2 separate regions of the Mus musculus genome follow, and region 1 is linked to region 2. A link is a contact called in public HiChIP or PLAC-seq data. All regions are on one chromosome and are shown on one strand. Each heading gives the region's core, a stretch centred on a gene start, on an enhancer-like site or on the middle of the called end of the contact. The rest is flanking DNA. Distances are from core to core; before and after follow the strand shown. Region 1 has its middle 48 kb from the start of Vrk1. Region 2 has its middle 13 kb from the start of Gm19554.

Region 1 (6,508 bases), core at 582-3,081, 76 kb after region 2:
GGAGTGAGCGGAGAGGAGATGCCGTCACCAGCAGTGACGTACAGTCACCAGCAGTGAGGGCATTCTGCTTCTGGTCTAAGCCATGATGTGTCAATACTACAGCCGGTTGACAATCAGGGTTTCTTTTCTTCTGGGGGGACTTAATGACAATATGAGAACTCTTTGATCAGTTCCCTGAGAGGAACAAACTGGTGGGTTTTTAAGAAAGCTGGGCAAGGAACTTGGAAGCCACACTTTGGAAGAATGTCGGGTCTAGTCCATGGTGGTGGCAGTGGGGAAGGAGCAGCCATTAATGGATGCCGCTTCATTGACTTCCATTTGCAAACAGGATTCACTAGAAAGCATGATGGGGCCCCCAGAGAAAGCCCTAGTCAGTGTACACATGCACAGACACACAGACACACAGACACACAGACACACAGACACACAGACACACAAGCACACAGACACACAGGCACACAGGCACACAGACACAAACCAGACACACAGACACACAGACACACAGACACACAGACACACAGGCACACAGGCACACAGGCACACAGACACACAGACACACAGACACACAGACACACAGGCACACAGACACACAGACACACAGACACACAGACACACAGGCACACAGACACAAACCAGACACACAGACACACAGACACAAACCAGACACCTAGACACACTACAGCTGTTTTTTTTCCTTTAAATACATTATCACTGTTTAAGCTGATGGGTATAGGAAAGAATACAGTCTCTCCTTTTTTTTTCCCAGTCCAACAAGACTGCAGGAAAAAGTGATTCTGTTGTTGCCGAGGTTCAGAACAGCATAATTTTTTTTTTCCAGAACACCACCAGCTCAGCCGTGTTCCCTTTAATGCTGCTCGCTTTCCTTCTTAGAAAAGGGGTTAAAATTAGTAGGCACATTTCATATTAGCGTATTTCATGCAATAAAGCATAAATTATTTAAAATAACACGACCTTTTATCTTGCACCTTTTGAAGGAAGCAAATTAAAAATGTAAATTGGGAGCTAATTAATATGCAAATGTATTCATTCGCAGTTAACAATTAGCAATTAAACCTGCAGTGTCTACAAAGAGCACGGACAAAATTAGTAACTTAATTTATCATTAAAAAATGAAAACGTACACAAAATTTTAATTGACTTTCAAAATATTTTCCCTGCATTTCTTTTTCTTTCATTTTTTTTTAATGCTGAAAGAAATTCTAAAAAATATTATGCCTTAGCATTACGAATGAAACTGGGTGCACGCAGTATTCGGGGAGTTCATTTAATAGGAAAGCACGTTAGGAGAAGTTTGCCTTTTATATGAGGTATTAAAAAATGACATTTAAGAATGTTGACTTGTGTTTCATAGTTGAGTTCAAGACAGAAATAAATACACAGACTCCCCCGTGTTTGGGAATATAGATGGCAGAGATTTGTATGGATAAGGGGCACACTTCCTGTATGAATAGATGTGGCTGTGCATGTGTGTGCATGCGAGTTGGTGCCTTCCAGAAGATACACAGCAAGAGCCCAACCAAGCCATTTCCACGCTCCTGGTTCAGCTTTGAGAATTCCAGTATAAAACGGTTGCATGAAAAAAAAAATCAGCAACAAACAGCTTAAGATGTAAATAAGACACTCTAGGCTGATCGGGAGACGCATTTGCATTCCGTGTTACATTAAGCCACCCACACCACCACCCAGGCACGCAGATTCTCCACTTCTGCATATTTTTCTGACTTTGAGGTCGGTCTCCTACCCCCTCTCCCTGTCAGCCTAGCTCTGCCTGCAGATGTAGGCTTGTGTTTTCTGCACATTTCCATTCTAATGTCACGCAGCATAGGATAGGCGCCCAGCAAACGCGAACGAGCTGCTTGCAACCTTATTCTGGGTATTTAAACAGCACCTGCCGCCGGGCCCCATTAAGTCTCATTCACAAATGTTTTTCTTCCGTTCGGTCTCCATTCATCGATGGCCTCTCTGCATCCCCTCCTTGGATCCTCTTATGTTTAGAATTGGGCTGCACTGCCTGTCTTCTGGTCCACGCTGGCTCCTGGTCTCTTCCCTTAGAGTTGGGTTTTATCATCAACAGAGTCACTGCAGCACTCACAGGATAGTTTCAGCCGGGTGGCAAGTCTGGCTGTTTTCTATAGACAATAAACATCTCTCTCTTCTGAAATGACTCTAATGCAATTCAACCCACATTGTACAGCCTATTTCTATCACAGGCATAAAGGACAATGGTCCCCAGTGTGAGATTCTCAGGAGCCAGGAGGCCATGACAGTCAGAGTTTAAATTGATTTCGCCAGAGAAGGTGTTTGCTCTCTTTCTGGCAGGTTTTTCTGGCTTCAACTGTTATTCTTCTTAGATATGGACTTAGCTTATAAACCAGTGTGTGTGTGTGTGTGTGTGTGTGTGTGTGTGTGTGTGTGTATGTGTAGATTAAAGAAGTAATCTACCCTTTTATCACAGTATCGAAAACATGTACCCTTCAGATGATTTCCAATATGCCTGATAACCCCAGAACTTAAAAAAAAAATTCTTAGTTTGAACTTGGAATTAGGTTACAATGGTAAAAACAGGACCCTTGACTTGGGTGAAGTTATTGTGTTGTGGATCTGCTCACGTCCGTTTGACAGGAGAATTTTTATATCAGGACTCTGCCTAAGGTGTTTCAGGGTATAGGGAGCAAGCAGGGAGCAAGGAACCAAAGGGGTATCTCAGCTCAGCTGGTAATAGGGTCGCCATTCAGAGGAACCCACCACCAAGTCCAGTCCGCGTCTCTAAGGGCTTTAAGGTTCGTAGAAGGCAGCCAGGGACCAGTTTATAGAAACACTTCCTCCTTCTTTTAGAGAAAACAACATTCAATCTCAGTGCGGGGGGCGGGGTGGGGGTGGGGGGAACGTGGACTTTGTCACGGCCACTGCTGAGGGAGTACCTCAGACTCTTCCCTCCTCCCGAGCACCCCTCGGGCTGCTGAAGAAAGTGCTGGATGATCTCCTCCCAATATACAATATGTAAATCTCAATGCGAGAAGCAAATAAAAAACCCAACCTGCACGTAGTCTACCTCATCTGCCAAAAGAGACCCAACCGGCCTTCCATACTTTTTTTTTTTCTTTTTGCTCGGGCGCCTGCGGTAGCAAGCCGTTACAACAATCCGAAAATTAAGTTACCACAATTAGGAATTAGAAGCAGGTGGCATAATAATGGTGCTTTTTTTTTTCATTTCATTTATTAGCAAAAAGAGGGAGAGGCGCTTCATTTATTTTCATCAGCCCTCAGTAAAAGCATAGCAATTTGCAACACAAAAATCATTTCAAGTACCTCAGCCTCGTGCAACCTCGTTTTCCTTTTTTTTTTTTTTTTTTTTTTTTGCTTAAAAGCCTTTTAAAGTTTGCCTGCCCACCACCCCCGCCCCTCGAAAGTGGAGTGTGTGTGTGTGTGTGTGTGTGTGTGCGCGCGCCCTTACCCCTCCCCTCCCCCATGTTAGGTGACGAGGTAAGTGCAGATGGGATCGGATTATTTCCCCCCCTTAAAAAGTTCCGGGGAGCAGAGTTGGAGGTTGGGGGGGGGCACCAGTATGCCCTGCCTCCTTTGCCCAGTTTCTGTTTCACACGGCTTGTGTGTAACATCAAGTAAGGCACTCGACAACTCTCTGCACGCCCCCCCCCCATCAGCCACTCGGGGCCTCATCCACACCCCTGCACCCCTGAGCAGCCCAGCACCCTACAGGCTGCCCGGATGGTCCAGGACCCCAAGGCACGACAACCCTTGCGCTCCCTCTAGCGTTAGTATCTGGGATCGTCATGGGCTGCTGCGCAGCTGAGCTGCCTGCAATCCCTTGGTGTGCGAGATGATGTGGCGTGCACTCCGTTGCTGAGTGCACTCGATGTGCGGGGTGCACGGAGTATGCCGGGCGCTAGGGACTCCTGGAGTTGGATACGTAATTTTGCACGATGCTCCTGCGACCCCACGGTGGGAGATGCTAATTGCCTGCTTTGGGCGGCTCTTTCCATGCTTAAGGCTCCTTTCTCGTGTTGCCCCCTCAGTCCAAGAACTACACTCCAAGCGAGCCGCTGCCCGCTTTCACGCCAGCTCGTAGACTGTGTCTCTCCTGGTCATGGAGAGGTCGCAATGCCAGGCGGTCCCTGTTTTACGCACCCCTCTTCTGCCCGCGCCTTCAACTCCGGGCTGGTTTCACTTTGTCTCCAGTTGGGCCATCTTGGGTGTCCGGGATAGCGGACTTCCTTTTCTGAGCGCTCCTGTTGCTGTTCTCTTCTCGCCACCTTCTAGGTCCCTCCTCGGCCTCCCGCCACAGAGCACGTGTTTTCTACCGTCTTTCTTCTTTGGCGTGTACTTTTCCTTTGTATTTCATCCTTTCGGTTTGCTTCTCTCTCACCTGTCACTACTAAACCGTGTTAGAATGGAGAAGACACGGGCTAGAGGACCCCACAGCCGGCAGTGCTGGGGAGCCCTCTGTAGGCTCCTACGTCTTTCTTACTTCAGTGTGAAGTGTGTCAGCTTGGTTTCCAGACTTCACAAAGGTTGTAGGGATTTGAGGAAGATCAAACAAGCCGTGGGCACACCTGCCAAGGGGACGGGGCAGGGTGGGGTTGGGGGAGAAGACCAGAGACAGAGATGGGAGGAGGGGTGGAGGCGAGACAGCGCTGCCCTTCTGGAGTATAATTTGGCAATCCATACGAAGAACCTTTTGCACATTATCAGTAATGCCACTTCTTGGAATCCAGCCCAAAGAAATAATATGAAAGGTTAAAAAAATATTTTGGACCCAAAAATGTTAATCACAGGCCTGTGAGATAGCTCATCAGCTGAAGAAGAAAACCAACTCCAGCAAGTTGTTCTCTGATCTCCACAGGATGCCACGGGGCCTACATACCCTGCCCTACATAATACATTAATAAATAAATGTAATTTTAAAAAAAGAATCAAACTACAGGGGGCATGAAGAAATCTTGGGAATAGGCCATGGAGTGGTCAGCCTGAACGCAGGACCCCGGGCAGACACGCTGACTGTCCTGGTGAGGCTGGACGCAGATGCAGACGCACACAGAAAACATCTGGACGCGCCCGTCCAGGCAGCTGGTACCAAACATGGTTTCTTTCCTTCCTTTTTCAACTTCTCTTCTGCCTCCTGGTTTTCTGGAGGGAGCTTGCATTTAAGGATGGAATAAAAACATAGGCCTCTCGATTTCCTTTGCAAACAGCAAGCCCCTGAGAAAAAGGACAGTGAGGCCCAGTGTCTGCATGTACAGGAGCTGTGAAGTACTGGAAAGTGACCGAGATGAGGATGCGGGGGTTGGAGACAGAGCGTGGGTTTGGGGAAACTTTGCCTGCTTCCCATGAGCCGGGCACTGCTGGGCTCCATGGGCAGAACCACAGGTTCTGCTGGTTTGTTTATCTAATGTTTACATTTAGTTAGTTAGTTAGTTAGTTAGTTAGTTAGTTAATGGGTGAGGTGTGTGTGTGTGTGTATTATTGTGAGAGAGAGGGAGAGGAGAAGGAAGAGGGCAACTTGAAGGAGTCCTCTCCTTCCATCATATGGGCCCCAGGAGTTGAACTCAGGACATCAGGTGTAGTGTCAAAGTTGGCATTTTGGATTCTTTAAAAACAAAACAAAACAAAACACAGAACTATTGTAACAATATGTTTTTGTTTTAATCCCAGGAGTGGGATATGGGGCTGCTTCAGACTGTCCACAGCAGCTGGCTGTGATTTGCCTCGTGCTCTAGCAGAGGAGTGATTGTGCCAGCTGCAGATAGTTTCTGTGATTGTGTGATGTTTGGAATGCTGGGGACTTTGCAGAGGGTATATAAATGCCAGGGTCCTGAGAGGTGTGGTGGGATGTTAGTTGGTCTTGGTCGCTATAGGTCATTGTTGGTCACCCTTTGTTAAGTACGGTGCCCGAAGAAGAAAGAAGAAATTAGATATCCTGTTGGAAAAGATGATATACTTGTCCCAAGAAACTCCTCACTCCTAGTCAGCAGGAAGTGATCTAATGATGTCACCCCTTTTCCCTCTACCCGTTTTTCTCTACTATGTAGTGTTAGGGGGTTGAAAGGGTGGAAGGAAAGGGGTGGAGAACGGTGGAAGAAAGAAGACCTCACAAAATAGGCAAAGTCCGGCTACAGTCAGGCCTAGCAGCAAGCATTTTTTCTGGCTCCGCCCACTTTGCTAGCCTGGAGCTGATCAGTTCTTTCATGTTGATGAAACACCCCTTCTGGCCTGGGGTCTCAGTTGGAACTAGACCCCCTGTCTCTAGGCACCTAAACACTTATTCCAATAGTTGTCACAGCTATCTTATCTTGTCACAAATAGGGTTGTGTGTGGATAGGTACACCCTAGAATATGACCCAAAATGCTGGGCACATGCATTGAGCACTCACTGGGGACCAGGGCTGTAAATTCCACAGACCCTTCCTGATGAAACTAGAAACTGGGGGAGTTCAATTCCCATGACCTTTCACCTCCTATGTCAGACCTT
Region 2 (5,841 bases), core at 324-2,823:
CCCTTAACATTACCCCACCATTATCTTACCATTAAACTCACAATTACCTCCACCATCACCTAACCATCCTCCACTATCACTCACCATCACCTCACTATCACCTCACCATCACCTCACCATCACTTAACATCACCTCACTATCACCTCATCATCACCTCACTATCACCTCACCAGAGCCTCACCATCACCTCACCATCACCTCACCATCACCCTACCACCTATTGCAGTAGCAGCTTAGGCTGGAGTGCCTGCCTCTGCCGAGTTCCCCGACATCTGATCCAGGACACACACTGTCTGCTGGCCCTTCCTCTCTTGTGCTGTTCCTGTCTGGACCACATGACATAAGTTTTTAGCTGACCTGGTTTCCTTGGGTTTCTAGTGATTTGCCCCAGAGTCAAGAACGTCCCCCTTGTCTCCACAAAGCGCATCCTGGCACTGCCTCCTTCCCCCACTGGCCCCACACCTCGGTGCTGTACACTTGACCTTGAAGCTTTCAGCCTGGCTGACACTCCAGGCAGGAGGTCACTGGAGTCACAATCCCAGTTAGATGTGACCTCTTGGACACATCAGGTGAGGATGGGTGGAGGGAGGGATGCCTCGAGGAGGGCTGGCACGGTCCCTGGGTGGGTGGCCACCGAGTGTATGGCAGTCATCTTAGGCCCCCATGCTCAGGATCTGCAGACTGCTCCTGCATTCCATCAGTGCTGAACGCTTGGCTTCATTCTCGTCAGGGTTGGCTTGGTCCCCTGGGGCCAGCACCATCCCTACCTGGCTGTTTCACTGTGGCCCAGTTCTTGCTGTTTGCCTGGGAGAGCCTGAGGTCTGGAAGTAGTGAGTGTGCATTGCGGGGTGGGTGGGGGACTGGGGGAGGAAGGATAGCAGATCTTGGGTTGGAATTTATGAGATTCTGGGACCCCAGCTGTTACCATGGCCGGCTGTCGCTAGCTCCTGCAATGCTTAGGCCTCAGTTTCCCTCCTGTAGCCACAGGTTGGGTAGGCACATTCCTCATCTAATGGCTCAGTCTGGAAGTCGCAGAAAATCCCAGCTACTTCAGGAGGGATGCTGATGCTACCTGCCTCCGGGTCTGTTAGAACCTCTCTTCACAGGCTGGCGGCTTTTATGGTCGCCTCCTCACAGCACCCAATTTATTTTTAAGGAAATAATAACAACAGCAATTAGCTATTCCTTTGAATGGTTCCAGTAACGATATAATTTAAAAGGACCAACAGGCTGGAACTGCCCCCGCTCTACCTTGGGGGCAGCTTTGGGAAGGGACACAGCCCTGTGGGCTGGGGATTTATGGCTGCTCATGGTTGTCATGGAGGTTGAAGGCTAGCTCCACTTTCTGGGACTCTGAGCCCCGGGGTGGCCAGGAAGGTTCAAACATACACACTCCAAAGGAATTAAAACAAAATTGACAGACAAGCAAACAGATCAAACAAGACACTTCAAAGAGAAGGCGAGCCACGAGGAAGAAGCCCAGTAGCCTCCCAGTCCCCAAATACTGGGAAACAAAGGCTGCCTGCGCATGCCCAGGGCTTGGCCGCCACCGGATCCTTGCCCAGAGCACTGGGAACCCGTCTGCAGGGACGATGTGACCAGTTACTGCCCTCTCCGTGCCCAAGCACTCAGAGGGGCTAATTAGTGCTTTTACTATGCAAATCAGAGCCCGGGCAGATTAAATCTAGAGGAAAAAAAAAAAAACAGCTGGTGAATATGTTATTTTAATTACAACTCCAAAGGAGATACGGGTCTGGTTGAAGAGGATAGCGGGCTGGTGGATGTGAGGCCCGGGGCGGGCGAGCGGGAGAAACTCCCGCTCAGTAAGGACTTAGGCTAGAGCGGAGAGGATCTGGCAAGGATCAAGCCTATATCCTAGGTAAGCTCGCACTGGTCCTACAGGAGACTGCCCAGTCTCATCACTGATGACATCCACAAGTCATCAGAACCTCGGTGTTAGCATTCTGGCTAAACTGCACCCCCACAGTTACCTGGCAACAGCCAGGTAGGCCTGATCCACTATAAAAGGGGCTGCTTGCCCCTTCTTCTCTCTCTTGTTCCTTTCTTGTTCTCTTGGGCTCTTGCCTTCTTGTTCTTTCCTTCTTGATCCCGCTCTGTCCCCTCGCCCCTCTTCCCCATTCCTCCCCGCCCCCCACGTGCTTATGGCGGGCCTCTACTCCTCTACTTCTCTCTCTCTCTCTCTCTCTCTCTCTCTCTCTCTCTCTCTCTCTCTCTCTCTCTCTCTCTCTCTCTCTCTCTCTCTCTGCTTTTCTCTGCCTCTACTACTCTCTTAACTCCCCTCCCATGCCCTGAATAAACTCTATTCTGTACTGTACCGTTGTCATGTGACTGGTCCCTCAAGGGGAAGGGATACCTTGGCATGGGCCTGCTGAGACATCCCCTTCCCCCATACCACACACACACACACACACACACACACACACACACACACACACACACAGAACATATTCTTTCTCTCATCTTTTTATAAACACATCACTTGGAAAGGACAATCTCATTCATTAATTCATCCATTTGCTCATTCATTCCCCCCCCCCCCCGCCCCCATGGATATTTCCTGGCTGTCTATCATGTAACAGGCTCCGAGGTGATGAGAATACTAAACAGCAAGGCCCTGGCTAAAGGGACTTGCTTTATGTGGAGAAGGTGTTCAGGCAACAAGTGATACAAATTAATCAAAAAATTGCAGAGGAGCAGAGGGTCTGGGCAAGGCAGTCGTGGGGGTGGGGGTGGGGGAGTTGCACAAGCCAGAAGGCCCTGACCTGGGAGACAAGGGGACTTTGCAGTGATGTGACATTTGAGCTGAGACCCAAAGGATATAAATGACCCTAGGTGTAACCAGGACATTGAGTGTCCCCGTGACCCTCCTGGGGGACATTGGTTCTGTGTGACCAACCCTGAGAACATTATGGAGTGGTGGAAGCTCAGGGAGGCTCATGATGAATGGAGACCTCACCTGGGAAGTTCTGTCTCCCGACAGACTGAGCATCACCCACCGTGAATACATAGGTGCAAAGATCTCCTTTGGGGTTCTTGCTCCCCATTCCTCAGCTGGGGACCTGACTGCAGCTCCCTCCTGTCTTGGCCACTCAGGCAACAGTCTTTCTCCGAAGTTCTCTACAGGGGAAAGAACCCCATAGAAGGGTCCTCATACCCAGCACTGGCAGCAGGCCACTGTGAGTCCCGGGCTGGCTGTTCCCACTCTCTGACCTTGTGTTTGGCTCTCTGTGTGAGTTTGATTTCTATGGGAAATGACAAAACCAAACTCAGAGATCAAGGTGTGTCATCTCTAGTCCCATGTGGAGGTACACAAGGTCTGCTTGCCCGTGTAGAGAAGCCAAATAAGGGAAAAACAAATTAAAAATTCATTCTTCACCAACTTGCCTGCAGGCAACAGGGGGAAAATTCCTTGCACAGCATGTGGACGAAGAAGGAACTGTTTGATGGGCAGCGGGTGGTAGAGAGTGGGAGTGTAGAGGGAGGAGAGAGAGAGAGACAGAGAGACAGAGAGAGACACAGAGAGAGAGGAGACAGAGAGAGACAGAGAGAGAGGGAGAGAGACAGAGAGAGAGGGAGAGAGAGAGAAAGCAAACACCAATAGGGAAGTAGAGACAGGAAGTGGAAATTGAAGAAGAGATGAAAGAAAGCAGACAGAAAGAGGCAGAATAGAATGGGAGACAGGATGAGACGAGAAGAGAGGAGAGGAGAGGGAGGGGAAAGGGGAGGGGAGGGGAGGGGAGGAGCCTGCCAACCTAGGAGCTTTACTGCAAGTGATTCCATCTGAGCTGGGTTGAGGAAGACAGAGTATGCGCCTGGTGTCAGAAGGTGAAAGGCCACTGCAGGCAGAATGTCAGCACAAAGGCCCTGGGGTTGGTCCATGTGGGGGAGCTGGGGGATAAACAGAAGACTAGAGCAGCAAGAGTCTTAAGTTTCAGTTTTGCAACTTAGGGGATAAGGGGGTTTATTCCAGTTCATAGTCCCAGGTTTAGTCTATCACTGTGGAGAAGTCAAGGTGGTAGAAACATGAAGCAGCTAGTCACATCTACAATCCAGGACACACACACACACACACACACACACACACACACACACAGAGAGAGAGAGAGAGAGAGAGAGAGAGAGAGAGAGAGAGAGAGAGAGCATGCTTGTGCTCTGCTTGCTTTCTCCATTCTTATACAACCCAGGCTCCCCTGCCTAGGGAATGGGGCTGCCCACAGTGAGCATGTCTCTTCCACTAGTCAAGATAATTTCTCACAAATATGCTCACAGGCCAGCCTAATTTAGACAGTCCCTCACTGAGAGAACTTTCTCAGTTAATTCCACACTGCCAAGCTGATAAAACCAACCATTCCCTCCCTTCTCTCCCCTCCCTCCCTCCCTCCCTCCCTCCCTCCCTCCCTCCCTCCCTCCCTCCCTCCCTCCCTCCCTCCCTTCTTCCCTCTCTCCCTTCCTCCCTCTCTCCCTCCCTCCCTCCTTCCTTTCCTCCTTCCTTCCTTCCATTTGTTTGTTTTTTGAGACAGGATCCTGGCTATCCTGGAACTCTTTCTGTAGACCAGGCCAGCCTTGAACTCAGAGATCCACCTGCCTCTGTCTCCTAGGTACTGGAACTAAAGGTGTACACTGCCAGCATTCAGCTTTTTCTGTTTTATGAAGTAACTTTAGAAATATTGATGGTAGGTCTTTGAAGGTGTGTTAGAATTCTACTGTGACTCCATCTGGTCTCAGGCTGTTTTCATTGGGAGAACTTTTATTATTACTTCAATCTCATTGCTGGCTATAGATCTAGTTAAATTATTTATTCCATCTTGGGGTTTAATTTTGGTATATTGTACTCATCTAGAAATTTATTAATTTCTTCTAGACTTTAAAATTTTAATCAAATACAGGTATGCCTTTACAGTTTTCTGAATTTCATTGTTATCTATCATAATGTTTTCCTTTTTGTCTCTCTAATTTACTAATTTGGGTTTCTCTCTTCTTTTTGGTTAATTTGACTAAGAGCTTGCCCATCTTGGGTATCTTCTCAAACAACTCAACACTCCATCGATTTTTTTTTTTTCTATTTGATTTAGTCAGTTTCTGCCCTAATAATATTTCTCCGTATTTACTGCTTTGGTTTTGGCTTGTTTCTGTTTTTCCAAGGCATTAAGTTATACAAGTAAACTTAATTACTTATTTGAGATTCTCTCCAACACTTTTATGTAAGGACTTAGCACTTTAGACTTTCCTGTTAAGACTGCCCTCCTTACGGCCTATAGATATTGGTATGTTGCATTTTCATACCGATTGAGTGAAAATTCAGTTCTAGGACTTCTGTGAGTCTGTCTGCTTTCGTTAGTGACCCGTTGGACGTCAATAGTGCTTTGTTCAGTCCCCGAGGGTTTATGTGCATTCTGCACGTTTTCCTGCGGTTATTATCTGACGTTACTCATCTGTGGTCAGATAGAGTAGGGGTGCTATTCCCACAGTCCTCTATCTGCTGAGGCTTGTGTTGTGCCCTAACAGGTAACCTATTGGAGACAGTTCTAAGAGCTACTGAGAAGAATGGACAGTCTCTAGATAGAATGCTCTGTGGATTACAGCTAGGTCCATTTGATTTCTGGTATTAATTAACTCTAATGCCTCTCTGTTTACATTTTGTCTGGATGACCTGTGAGAGTCGGGTACTGAGTTCCCCCCATTACTGTGTTGGGGTTAATCTGTGGCTGAACATCCAGTGGTGTGTGTTTTATGAAGCTGGCTGCACCTGTGCTTGGTGGATACATGTTTAGAATTATAAAATCCTCTCGATAGACCGTCCCCTTAAAGAACAAAAGGTG

The links. HiChIP or PLAC-seq counts read pairs in DNA pulled down with a chosen protein or histone mark.
Region 1: a contact with region 2 is called in an H3K4me3 HiChIP or PLAC-seq map of embryonic forebrain, with 2.7 times the contacts expected there. The contact joins two enhancer-like sites. A contact is called at or near these places in 2 of 15 datasets of contacts at CTCF or cohesin (both in embryonic stem cells), 7 of 484 Hi-C or Micro-C datasets (the HL-1 cell line, embryonic cerebral cortex, embryonic somatosensory cortex and 2 more) and 11 of 115 datasets of contacts at active chromatin or transcription factors (astrocytes, bone marrow-derived macrophages, embryonic basal ganglia and 4 more).

What each region holds. Positions count from the first base shown.
Region 1 is chr12:105,959,055-105,965,562 of GRCm38.p6, forward strand. No RefSeq gene overlaps it. Among named protein-coding and RNA genes, the nearest start is that of Vrk1, 48 kb to the right of the region's middle. Within about 2 kb of position 1,832, at least 30 of the 459 cell types and tissues checked have an H3K27ac peak or open chromatin away from gene starts, as enhancers often do. A contact at or near this core is called in embryonic forebrain, where this site is marked.
Region 2 is chr12:105,883,313-105,889,153 of GRCm38.p6, forward strand. No RefSeq gene overlaps it. Among named protein-coding and RNA genes, the nearest start is that of Gm19554, 13 kb to the right of the region's middle. Within about 2 kb of position 1,574, at least 15 of the 459 cell types and tissues checked have an H3K27ac peak or open chromatin away from gene starts, as enhancers often do. A contact at or near this core is called in embryonic forebrain, where this site is marked.